2 separate regions of the Anas platyrhynchos genome follow, and region 1 is linked to region 2. The links are chromatin contacts, called in public Hi-C maps. All regions are on one chromosome and are shown on one strand. The core of a region is the stretch at or near the end of the contact, and the rest is flanking DNA. Distances in the headings are between cores, read along the strand shown.

Region 1 (5,485 bases), core at 227-2,726, 65 kb before region 2:
AGCCTTTACAGAATGATTAAAGTTTCAGAACACTGCATTCTCCAATATTCCTGTTTCTATCTGGCTTTCAGTAATTGTATGTGAAGATTTTATACGAAATATACCAAGTAGTTTATAATGAATCTTAGATTTAGTAAGAAATAATCTCGAATCTGAAATCTTTCTTAGGTCATGCATTAAATTTGTCATATTAAATTCCATTTAAGGCTAAAATTGAATACTAAAAATCTGGTTGCTTGCTATTCTTATTTGCTTAAGACAATTTTAGATTTTTTTTTCCTTCCCCTTATACTCAGTTTCCTCTTTGAAAAGTAAAAAAAAAAAAACAAAAAAAAACAAAAAAAAACCAACAAATTTTCTTAGAGGGCAGTTCTTGAAACCCTACTGAGCCTGATCCTGAGGATACAACAAAGAAAGAAGTAAACAGGTAAAGCGTTTGGTATGTATTGCTAGTGTGTAAAGTTCTGTGAAAGTAGCTTTTTCATGAGTTAGGGAAGCTGTAAAGCATCAACCAGGATTTTAGCAGTGTCAGTGTTTGCAGTTCGAAGTCCAGGGACTTGTACTCCTTAATCACTTAAGTGCTTTTGAAACTATGAGTTCCTGACTGTGTGTTTAACGTCTTATCTTTTCTGAGGGTGGGGCTGAGACAATTCTATAAAAAGAATCTCCAAAATGACTATGAATTTATCAAAAAAACTTCAATTGAGTTAATTGGACACAGGCTAGCAGTTATGTTTGGAAATGCTGTTAAGAACAGGTAATGGGACTTTAACATAGCATGTTTAAGGAGGAAAAATTACCTGTGTAACAGTTCTCAAGTAGAAATACATTTGGTTATTTTTAATGTCTTTTCCAATGTCTAACGCAATTTTACTAAATGATATTTGAAGGCATTACAAAAGATATCTCCCCTCAGTTTATTGTACTTTTCAGTAGTAAGCTGCTTGAGTGCACTTACTCAAACTGAACTGTTTGTAAATGAAGTAATTCTGAAGTTGTAAGGTTTATTTTGCAAGGAATCAGAAGTCTTTATATTACGTCTCATTTATGTTGACCCTCTTGGGTGGAGTGAAGGGAACAGTACAGCATCGACTTAAACATGATAATAGAGTGGGGAAAAAAAGACTAATCTGTATAAGCTTTTGCATTTTATGGCTTGTTTAGAGTGACTGAGAAACGTAAAAGAATTCTGTTGCTATGTGGTCTAGAATAGGTGAAACGTAGCTTACTCTGCTGCTGTGTTCTCTGTATGTGCACACAACATAAAATGTTAAATGCCCCCGTTACAGAATGTAGGCTTGATCATTCACTCACAGACAGTATTTCAGCTCAGAATTTTGTAAAAGCTGAGTTCGTAGATCATTTTTGCTTGTGGTTAGTCATAATTCTTTTGAGGGAGATATGGAAAATCTACCTCTGTCCTTGTGTTTGTATTATAGCCTTGATGTTTCACTCAGCAGTATCAGGAAGGCCAGGAGGCTCTTACATTTTTTGACAGGGGTGGTGGAATTTCTTCAATGTCAGCAAAAGGACGTGGCTCTAGCATCCTTGGGAGAGGAGAAAAGGAATCTGCACACTTAACTCATCACAGTAAAACTTTGCGATCAAATCTCAGTGTAATGAGCAAGAATTATCTGAGTTTGATCACTGTTTCTGTGTCATTCTTGCTAAAAATGTGTAAACAATGCTTTGTGAAACTCAATTTTATTATATATTCTAGTTAGTGTACTGTAGCGGGAGTAACATGGTAAGGAAAATAGAAATTTTCTTTGGATTTTCATGGAATTAGTCTAATAAATGTCTCTGGCATTACTTCTGGAAGTAGACAGTTAATTGTTGTTAAGCTATGAGTAATCTACTGTCATGCACCCTTGTATCAACTGTAGTTTGGACAAAGAGAGTAAGTTGTCTTTTTTTACTTAGCTTTTTCTTCTGTTTGTAGAAAAGATGGCATAGCAATGTTGGTTGCATCTAACAGCCTGCTGCTGTTTTAGTATAAGTGCTTCTAATATAACCCTGTGCTTTTATTCTTGTGGTAACTATGTGAAACACTTAATGATTCCTGTTTATGTCCTCAATGTGAAAAATGTTTTTGACAGTAAATATTACCTTACACTTGCCCCCCTCAAGACCATCTTAATACACATTAATATGATTATGGATAGTTTCTGATGGAAGTGTTTTATATATTGCAGAATGATAACAGTGAAAGACGGCGTCATGATAACAGTGAGCGCAGAAGAAATGACAATCCTGGGTCTGAAACCAATGGGCAGCCACAGAACAACATTCAGCAGGTGGTGGAAGATGAAGAAGAAGATGAGGAGCTGACACTGAAATATGGGGCAAAACATGTGATTATGTTGTTTGTACCTGTCACACTTTGCATGGTGGTCGTTGTTGCAACCATCAAGTCTGTCAGCTTTTACACACGCAAGGATGGACAGCTGTATGTATCAATTTTTTCCCCTGTCTTTTTAATGGACCCACTTAGATCATTTTCTTTAATCTCAATTTCTTCAGGATTTTAATTGAAACAGTGAACTTCCTCATCTCCCTTTTCCTCTTCACCAACCTAGAGATAGCTTTATTTTATTCCTTCCAGAAACCAAACTCTATCATGGTACTACTCACATTTGTTTTATATCTGTCAACCAGTCTGGATGACATCTTACTTGTAACTACTTGATTCAAATCCTGATCCTCTTTTTAACACTTTGTGCTCTCTGGTATTTGCAAAATAAACTCAATCAAAATATTGATACTAATATTGCCAAAAAATAACAATTTCAGTGAAAGCTGTTTCAGGAGAAAGGAGACAGAAAGAACACTGAGCCTGTCAGAACCTGAAGCAAATCAGTCTAAATGTAGCCCCATAAAAACATTTAGACAAAATGATTCAAAGTGTGTTTGGCTTTGAAATATTTGTGTAACGTAAGAATGTCATAAAATGGTAGTGAAAAGGAACTTTGTGTTTTGATGAAACAAAATTGTTGATCAAAAATATTTTTTCTTGGGATTTTATTTATGGTAAGTATTTTCTTTTTGTCCTGTCATGTAATGAAGTGCTTTTTTCCTCCCCACCTTGTTTTATTGATGTAAGAAAGAGTTGAGCTCATGCAGTGTTTTTGTTGGAATCACTGGGGGACACTTCATTGTAAATCCACTAGATGGTGTGCTTATAAAGGTCTAGCTGCAGTAATAGTCTAATGAGTCATAGCACGTGAGCAAATTCATCAAACAACCTAGATTTCTTAGTTGTTTGTTTTACAAAGTGGAAATTAGTTGTAATCTAAGAATATAGGAAATGCAGGTCTTCTATTCTTCTAAGGAAGAATAATGTTTTTTTATTAAAGTTTGTCTGATACAATACTGTGCTGCCTTTCAGGTTTTGGCTAAGTAGAAAATAGCTGTCACTCTGAATTGAAAGATTATTGCAATTTCATTTCATGTTGGCCTTGCATATCACAAACATTTGTGGACTCTGCAGAGGCATTTCAGTTGACTTTTTGTTGTTGTAGCATCTACACTCCCTTCACAGAAGAGACAGAGACGATTGGACAACGGGCCCTGAATTCAATTCTCAATGCTGCTATCATGATCAGTGTCATCATTGTCATGACCATACTCCTGGTTGTGCTTTACAAATACAGGTGCTATAAGGTGAGTGTAATTGTGAGTTGAGTAATTGTGCTAGTTTTATTTATTAGTACTGATTATCAAGGATGGAACAAAATGAAGGGTTATCAAGGATGAGCGAGCAGAAGTTACAGGATTGGGTATTTTAAGTGTTTCAAATTTGTGGCTTCACATAATAGGGAGACAGTAACCCCATGCTAACACTGCTGGCTGTTTTATCAGCTAGAATTAGGGTGGCATTGCTTCTTATTCCTGTGAAATGTACTATGGACTGAAATCTTCGTGTGGTCAAGAACTACGAAGCACAGGCCTGGTCCTACACCTGGAAAGCTGTTCAAGACTTCAGGGGCTCTTCAAGGGCTCTGCTCTCCCCTGCCCTACCTGCAAGTATAGAAGTCTCCCAAGACTGATATGTGCATGGCTATACATGCTAGGTGATATCCTTACGGCAAACACAGAGGCTCAAAGGCTCTTTTGTGAAAGACTTCAATCATACAGTGATGTAATCTGGGCAAGTCCAGGCTTAGAATAAATAATTGCAATGTCACCTGCCTGGGAGCTGTTCATGAAAATTCATTGTTGTCTTTTGGTCTTAATGACCAATTTGACAAAGCTTGGCATAACAAAAATTCCCCTTTACAAAGTTTCTGTGGAATGATTTGGGCAGTGATTTCTGCATGTATCTGTATATGGCTTGGAATAGTGCTTTTTTAGGGATAGAACACCATTTTTATCACAGTGTGGTGGTAACTCTGAATCAACTAGGTTTTCTAACGAAGAAATCGACTATGTCATTCTAACAAAGTCAGATAATTGATGTGCTTCAGCTAGCTTCCTTGGCTGCCACTCAGTTCTCAGGTGCTGAAAGCATCAAATCTGTTTATATTTATATTTATAAGTTTCTCACACTTACAGCTTTCCTCTTGACCTTGCAAAGCATGGGGAATTCTTTTTACAAAAATAATTATTGTATTTAAAAATTAGAATGATTAAACAACAGAAATTTCTTGTAGTTTTATGTTAATTAAAAGAAACCATTACGATTTTATTTTAAAAATTGTTTAAAGGGTATGTTTTTATACCAGAATGCTGTAAAATCTAGTTACCTGTACAATTTTGTCATATCAAATTAAAGGGATTATGTGTAAAGATTATTGGTAGAGGATATAGGAATCCTAATATCAATGAATTTATAATTCTAGCAGATAAACACTGAAGATCTTCTATGTTTTAATATTTAATGCTGTAACTGTGTTCTGAAAACTATTTGAAATGACAGCAGTGGTTTTATTAGCACAGAAATGAACCATGTTTTCCATCTGTGTTAATGCTTTATATTTCTGCTATATTACAATGCCGTTGTTTTCAAAGTGCCCTAAAAATAAAAGTAGTTTGCATTCTATATAATCTCTGTTGAAGGACCACAAAGCACTTAAAATCCGTAAGTATATAGGCTGTGTATAGGCTAAATATGAACTTAGCAGCTACCAAAGAGAGAGGGATCTGAGTATCATTTTCTCACTCTAATCAGAAGGGAAAGTAGCATTGAAAGCACTTTTAAGTAGACATTAACTTCAAAATATCAAACCTTAAATAAAGTCTGTGTTGATATTTATTTTTCCAGGTGATCCATGGTTGGCTTATCATTTCTTCTCTTTTGCTGCTTTTCTTTTTTTCGTTTATCTACCTGGGGTAAGAGAACTAAGCATTAATATGTTATTTTTCATGTATGATGTTATTTGCTTGCGTGTTTATTTTATAACTAGCCCTTGAATCTTAACAAGAATGATACTGAGTAAGCTATTGCTAGTGAGGTAGAATTCTTAGTTTTATATAGCTTAATAGA
Region 2 (6,240 bases), core at 3,531-6,030:
CAAAGCACGTGTCTGGGTCAGGTAAGGACACATCAGCTTGTGCTAGTGGACTAAGGACAAAAAGCTCTGCTTCTATTAATTAGCAAAAAAATAACCCTGAAGAACTATCCTGCAATTGTTCTTGGTGAGTGTCTCATTCATGCCAGAATGCAAACCATAGCAGAAAATACCACTAGCAGATATAAATTTGTTTTAATAAAAAAAAAAAGTGCATTTTAGTTATATTATTATGCTACTTTGGGAAACTGTGTGAGTACGATATGCTCAATGTGAAGGTGATTTGTATTGTCTACCATGAGATGATTTTTTGCCTGTATATTCTTCAAAGAGCTTCATGTTTTTTTTCTGTCTTTCAGGACAGAAGGCGTTTCCAGTTGCATTGGACCAACTCGAAGCTATCGCTCATGCAATATTCAGGTACAATACTTGTTTGTAGTCTGTGGTTTTTTGTTTGTTTTGTTTTTGCTTGCCTGTTGCTCCTTTTCCCCAAACAAATCGTTCATGTTCAGAAGTAATTGTTAGATTCTGTCTCTCTGGCATCACTGAGGAATGATGTTCATCAGCAGTACCTCATCAAAAGCATATTGGTCCCAGACAATGATTTATGCTGCCGATTTTATATGGGAGCCAGGAGGGACAGGTTTTAGTTGTACACTTAGTTGTCCTCCTTTTCATAATGGCCCTGAGCAAGTGTTTTCTCCTCCAAACAGAGCTGTCCAGAAGGCTCCAGGGATTTCCGGGCAGAGCAATGTGCAGAGTTCGATGGGACAGAATTCCAAGGAAAGAAATACACGTGGCTTCCGTATTACGGAGGTAATAAGTCTTACAAAGTAGAGTTATTCTTCATCCCTGACTATCAAGTTTGTTATGAAGTGACTGTAATGTATTTGACTATACTTTTGTAGTAGGTACTTCCTCAGCTGGAGTAGCAGGAGGGTTTGAGGCATGGAAAAATCTTTTTGCCAGCTGCAAAGCGTTGCTCTCACAAAGACACAATGGGCCAAGAGACACAAACCACTGCAGCAGTATATAGTTGTCTATTGTAACAGTCGTTCTTTCAGAAACATTGCACAAGAAAGCTGGAACTGCCTGCAGCTAGATCCTAAAATAATAAAGAAGCAGCAGCTCTGATGTATTTTTCAATATTGGTGGAAATACCAGCATGACAAATGAGAAACAAATGCATATGATTAGTAAGTCCTTCAGAAGACATGACGTATCTTGTAATTGGCCCACACTTTATGATGAACCAATTCAGAAGGCAGGTATAGGAAGCCAGAGGTCCTTGATCTGAGCTTTGATATAATTAACAGTGGCTTAATGAATTACGAGGGATTTCAAGATGGATTTAAAGTTTTGCTTGTTGACTGTTAAAGTAACAGCTCTCTTGTGTTCTGTACCAGCACTTGTTCTCATCCTAGAAAGCTTTGTACACAGAACTAAGGAACAACCAAATATCTACCAGGCCCAACATCTCCTCTCCACCACTGGCCAAACAGGGTGCCCAAGGAAAAGGATGCATGTCCTTAGGCTTTTTCAGGGTACTTTTCTATAATCCAGCAGTTTGTGACCCAAAAATTCACTCAATATCTGTCACTTAATATTAGTCCACCCCTCTGTTTCTGCTCTTGTGATATAATACTAGGCTCCTGATGTATTAGCAAGCTGTGGTATGTAATGTTTGTTTTTTCTCTCCTGCCAGCACCCAATAAATGTGAGTTAAACTGTATTCCCAAGGGAGAAAACTTCTACTACAGGCACAAGGAAGCTGTGGTAGATGGGACTACCTGTGAACCTGGCAAGCGGGATATCTGTGTAGAGGGAGTTTGTCAGGTGAGTCATCCTGTTGTTTCCTTCCTTTACCATTGCTTCTGTAAGTCTTTTAGGTGCTTTCCTTTGTTCTTCTTGGCCCTTCATAATAATACCTGGAAAGTGCATTCATTCAGTTTCTGAGGTGCTGAGGGACATGTTAACAGTTCTTATCTCTCTGTCTCTGGAAGCAAAACAGAAGATGCCAACTCTGTCCTTCCACTGACAGCTCCTTCCCTGACTTCCCAGACTCCCTAGACTCATGTTTTCTCATTAAATCAGTCCAACATTTGACCATTTTTTCTTTCTTTCCCTCATTGTTATGGTTTATTCATATTGATGCCCCTGTGCTCTGACAGGCCGTTGGCTGCGATAACATACTGGAATCTGCCAAGAAGGAGGACAAGTGCCTGCAGTGTGGAGGAGATGGCAGCACCTGCTATGGTGTGAAGGGCACTTTTGATGTGCCCAACCTTCCCAAAGGTACAAATAATCTGGGTAGTTCAGGCAGGTGACAAGGGAAGAGTTAAACCTAAACCGAAGCTGCTGCAAGGGCTGGTGGGAACACCTGCTCACATTATTGATATCGGCAAGCTTGAGTGTTCACTTGAAATGTTAGTATGGCACGTGGCTCTTCAGCTGTTCTACCATCAGAGAACGCATTGATTGCCTCACCCTGGGAATCACTTCCTTAGTCTCAGTACAGCCTAATGTACTTGCCATGCTGCCGGTGTCTTTCCCTGTTCCAGCAGGTGCTATAAATGTACATATGAATATTTCTATATATCTCCTTCATAAGACTACCCCCCTACCCAGTGCCTTGACAGTCCCACTGGAATTTCAGCAAGGCTAGAAATGGAACTGCATCTTCTGCATTTGGCCAATTTTGAGTCATTTCAAGACAACAACTGCACCGTGCTCAAATCTCTCTGGGATGAGCTCCAATATAGAACTTGATGAAATGCTAAAGGATTTAATATATAAAAAAAAAAGACTTTGCACTAGCCCCTGTGATTACTTTTCTGAGGTGAAGTTGCAACTTTATGCACATGAACTGGCCTCTTGAGACTTTTTGGTGAAACTATTCAGAATGCAGACAAAATGGCAGCTGAAATGCTTCAAGCCACCACCATAAAGCTCATCCAGTTGTTCAGGCACTAATGAAACTTGGAGAATTATTGGCACAGAAGTGTAACTTTTTGATATCCGCAGATAGATATTGAATAATCCCTTTCATTTTTCTTCAGGGTACAATCAAATCTTTATCATTCCTGTGGGAGCCACCAGCATCCAAATTAAGGAGGTTATGCCCAGCAGGAACTTTTTGGGTAAGTCTGATATCAGAACCTGTGTTTCAGTCTGTTTGGACTTCAGACTGCATTAAAATTTGGTTTTCAGGTACAATGGGCTTTGGGCCTTGAGAGCTTGATACAGCAGAGGAAAAAATACTTCAAAAATCATGATCTGAATATTGAGTATCTTTGATGTTACAGTGATGCTCAACTCTGAGCTTCAGGTTTACCTCATTTTCAGTGACTAAATGGTAAAGGTAGAGACAGGACAGGAATATGCTGAAGGGATTTGGCTGTGCAGCAAGAGACTGCTTTCTCTGCAGCAGAGCTAGCAAGAATTGTCTGAACATGGAGCTGCTTCTGGCAAGAAAGCACTAGAGGGCTTGATGTTAACCTTTATTTGCTGTGTGTGTGATTCAATATTAAGTAAAAACAGAAGCACACTTGTTGAATTCTTATAGTCCTCTTGATATATGAATTTTTGCTGTGTTGGTAGATGCTGACATATTAGACTGTCACCACACTTTAGAGGATTGCAATACTGTTGCAAAGGAGCTGGGGCTCAAATGGTGGAGCTGAGAGCTCTGCGGGTTGCCAGTACCCTGAAAGTCTAGAGCAGGCACTGTCTTGCAGAATCTAGAACCAGGATTCAAGTTATAGGTGTGTTAATTTACTTCTTTTTCTTCTCTGGTATGTGGGTTTGTCCAGCTGTCAAGAACGTGAGAGGGGAATATTATCTGAATGGGCATTGGACGATTGACTTCAGCCGAGCTCTGCACATAGCCAGCACAGTTATGCACTACGACCGTGGCTCAGAAGGTGATCTGGCCCCAGAGCTCCTCCATGCCAGGGGCCCTACCACAGAACCCTTAATCATTGAGGTAAGTGGCTGTGCCTGTCCCCACTGGTACTCGCTCTCTTGCTTTGCGTAGCAGCCCTTGCTTTGTGCCCTGGCTGTGCATTGGTGGGGACTACATGGGAAAGACTACAGAAGAGTAACTGGGCCCCCAGGAGTCTTGCAGAGCTGTAGACCCTTAAGCTAGGTGTTTTTCTTGTAGAAATCACACAGTGTTCTGCTCTTGTTCTGTTGCCCAGTAAGGAGACGTGCAAGGCTTGGTGTTGGCCTCTTGCCTGTTCCCTTGGGTTCTGACTTTAAGAGAAGAGTCAGCACAGAATGGGGTTGGGGGAGGGATAGGCTTTAGGGCGCTGCATGTTATGGTGTGCTGTAGGCACATGTGCTGTAGGGTCAGGGTATTACTGTTACAGAGCATGTAGATCTTCTGCCTATGAGAGAAATAAATGCACTCTTCTCTGAAACATGATGCTCCCTAGAGCATCACAGAAGGCAAGGAGAAAATACAGTCTAGAGAACAAGTACTCCCTGTACTGGAGGGAAGCAAGTCAGCTTGAGCCCTCAGGAACGATGGGGAAATGCTGTGAAGGGTAAAAGTGCTGCTGCTGTTTCTTTGACTTTATCCCATGCTTTCATAGCTCATCAGTCAGGAGCCAAACCCAGGGGTGCAGTATGAATACTACCTGCCCGTGCAAGGACAGACCTCGGGTTACAGCTGGAGTTACAGTTCATGGAGTGAGTGCAGCTCTGAGTGTGGAGGAGGTAAGGGGACAGCACCTGGTCGCTGTCAGCTTGGTTCGGGGTTTATATCCACGCCCTGAAGACACTGTGTGACTGTGTGCTGCCCTCTGCAGCTGCTTCTCAGCGGTTTCCTGCTGGAAGACAGCACAGATCTCTACAGGGGGCCATTAAGGTTTTGTCAAGGGAGAGTTGCATGTGGAATCACAAGAGGACTGTGCACCTTGCATTGTCCTGTCTTATCTCACATCTTAGTCCTCAGACTGGTTACTAGGATCTGTTAAGACTCTTCATGAGTTACCTTTGTTTTGTTTTGTTCAGCTTCACTTCTCCACGTCCTTTTCAGGCCTTTTCAACCACTTGAGAGGTCCTCTCCAAAATGACCTGGCCTACAAAACCAAGTTTCATCATAGCTCTATACCTCTGTCATAGCCTGAAAGATTCCCTCTCTCTGAGGGGATAGATTGTTGGATCTCCTGGGGTGTCACAACATGTTCAGTTTGCAGCTTCTTCTGTAAGCCAAGCTTTTAAGCTAAAAAACAAATCAACAAACAAACAAAAACAACAATCAAGCCAAAATCTCCAGCTAACTAGACTGTAGAGCTGCTCTCTTTCTTCTGGTCTTCCGTGCTGATGGTCATTTCAGTAACTTTTGCCATGCTGTGGTTGTAGGAGTTGATGTTGTCTTTGCTGGGTGCTCTCATCCTGTAGAAAGCGTGAAGAGTTTGAAGTTTTTCTCCGGTGTCTGCTCTTTACAAGATTGATCTTCTGGGTCTAACAGGAGGTCCACAGATCTGCCGCTGCATGCTGCACACACCAAGCAGCATTCCTTGATAAGCAATGTATGGATGTGGCACTTCTCTTGTGAGTCACAATCCACTCAAATAACAGGGAAAGGCCCCTAAGCTGCACAGAACTATTTTGTCTCTTCTGCATTTCCTGTGGACTGAGATATTGTGGGTAGGCATCATTCATACATCTAGTGACAGGCCAAGAGCTGCACCTGATTTTTTTACAGGTTGATGGGTGCAGGTGTGAATTCTGTACTACTTTAGGATCTTGTCTTGGCAACACCACTGCATTTCAAACACAGGTCAGGATACTCTCTTGTTTCTCCTTTAGGATTCCAGTCCCGTTTGGTGTTTTGTACCATTGACAATGAAATTTATCCAGACTATATGTGCAGGAATAAACCACAACCAGACAATAACCGGACATGTGGCCGTCAGACTTGTCCCCAGACAAAACGGTAAGGTTTCCTTTCCATTTGTGGGCTCTAACTTCTTCCTGAGGTGCTTTTGGAGCCAGGAAAAAGAATGACCCTCCCACTACCATCCTCCAGCATGGTGCTCTCCAAGGAAATGTTTCACTTCTTAGAGAAAGCCCAAGACAAAGGATAGTGATGTTAACACTATAACAAGCGTTTTTATGTGCAAAAGGGCTTGGTATGTCTTATGTTCATTTCACAGATCAATTACATTTTCTTTCTAGCATCTGATTGTGGAAGATAGTCTGCTAGAGTTAATGTGCTACCCATATAGGATGTAG

The links. Hi-C and Micro-C count contacts between places; a contact is called where the count stands out from the background.
Region 1: a contact with region 2 is called in a Hi-C map of skeletal muscle, with 4 times the contacts expected there. The contact joins two enhancer-like sites. A contact is called at or near these places in 4 of 8 Hi-C or Micro-C datasets (F1 follicle, F5 follicle, liver and 1 more).

The regions. Positions count from the first base shown.
Region 1 is chr5:35,326,217-35,331,701 of IASCAAS_PekinDuck_T2T, reverse strand. PSEN1 (presenilin 1) reads left to right here. Exons shown (of 11, transcript XM_038179140.2): 3 at 2,196-2,449; 4 at 3,522-3,663; 5 at 5,264-5,331. Among named protein-coding and RNA genes, the nearest start is that of PSEN1, 7.9 kb to the left of the region's middle. Within about 2 kb of position 1,476, at least 2 of the 8 cell types and tissues checked have an H3K27ac peak or open chromatin away from gene starts, as enhancers often do. A contact at or near this core is called in F1 follicle, where this site is marked.
Region 2 is chr5:35,264,056-35,270,295 of IASCAAS_PekinDuck_T2T, reverse strand. PAPLN (papilin, proteoglycan like sulfated glycoprotein) reads left to right here. Exons shown (of 29, transcript XM_027459177.3): 4 at 357-417; 5 at 711-813; 6 at 1,703-1,833; 7 at 2,169-2,292; 8 at 3,057-3,137; 9 at 3,810-3,982; 10 at 4,593-4,716; 11 at 5,815-5,941. Among named protein-coding and RNA genes, the nearest start is that of PAPLN, 37 kb to the left of the region's middle. Within about 2 kb of position 4,780, at least 4 of the 8 cell types and tissues checked have an H3K27ac peak or open chromatin away from gene starts, as enhancers often do. A contact at or near this core is called in F1 follicle, where this site is marked.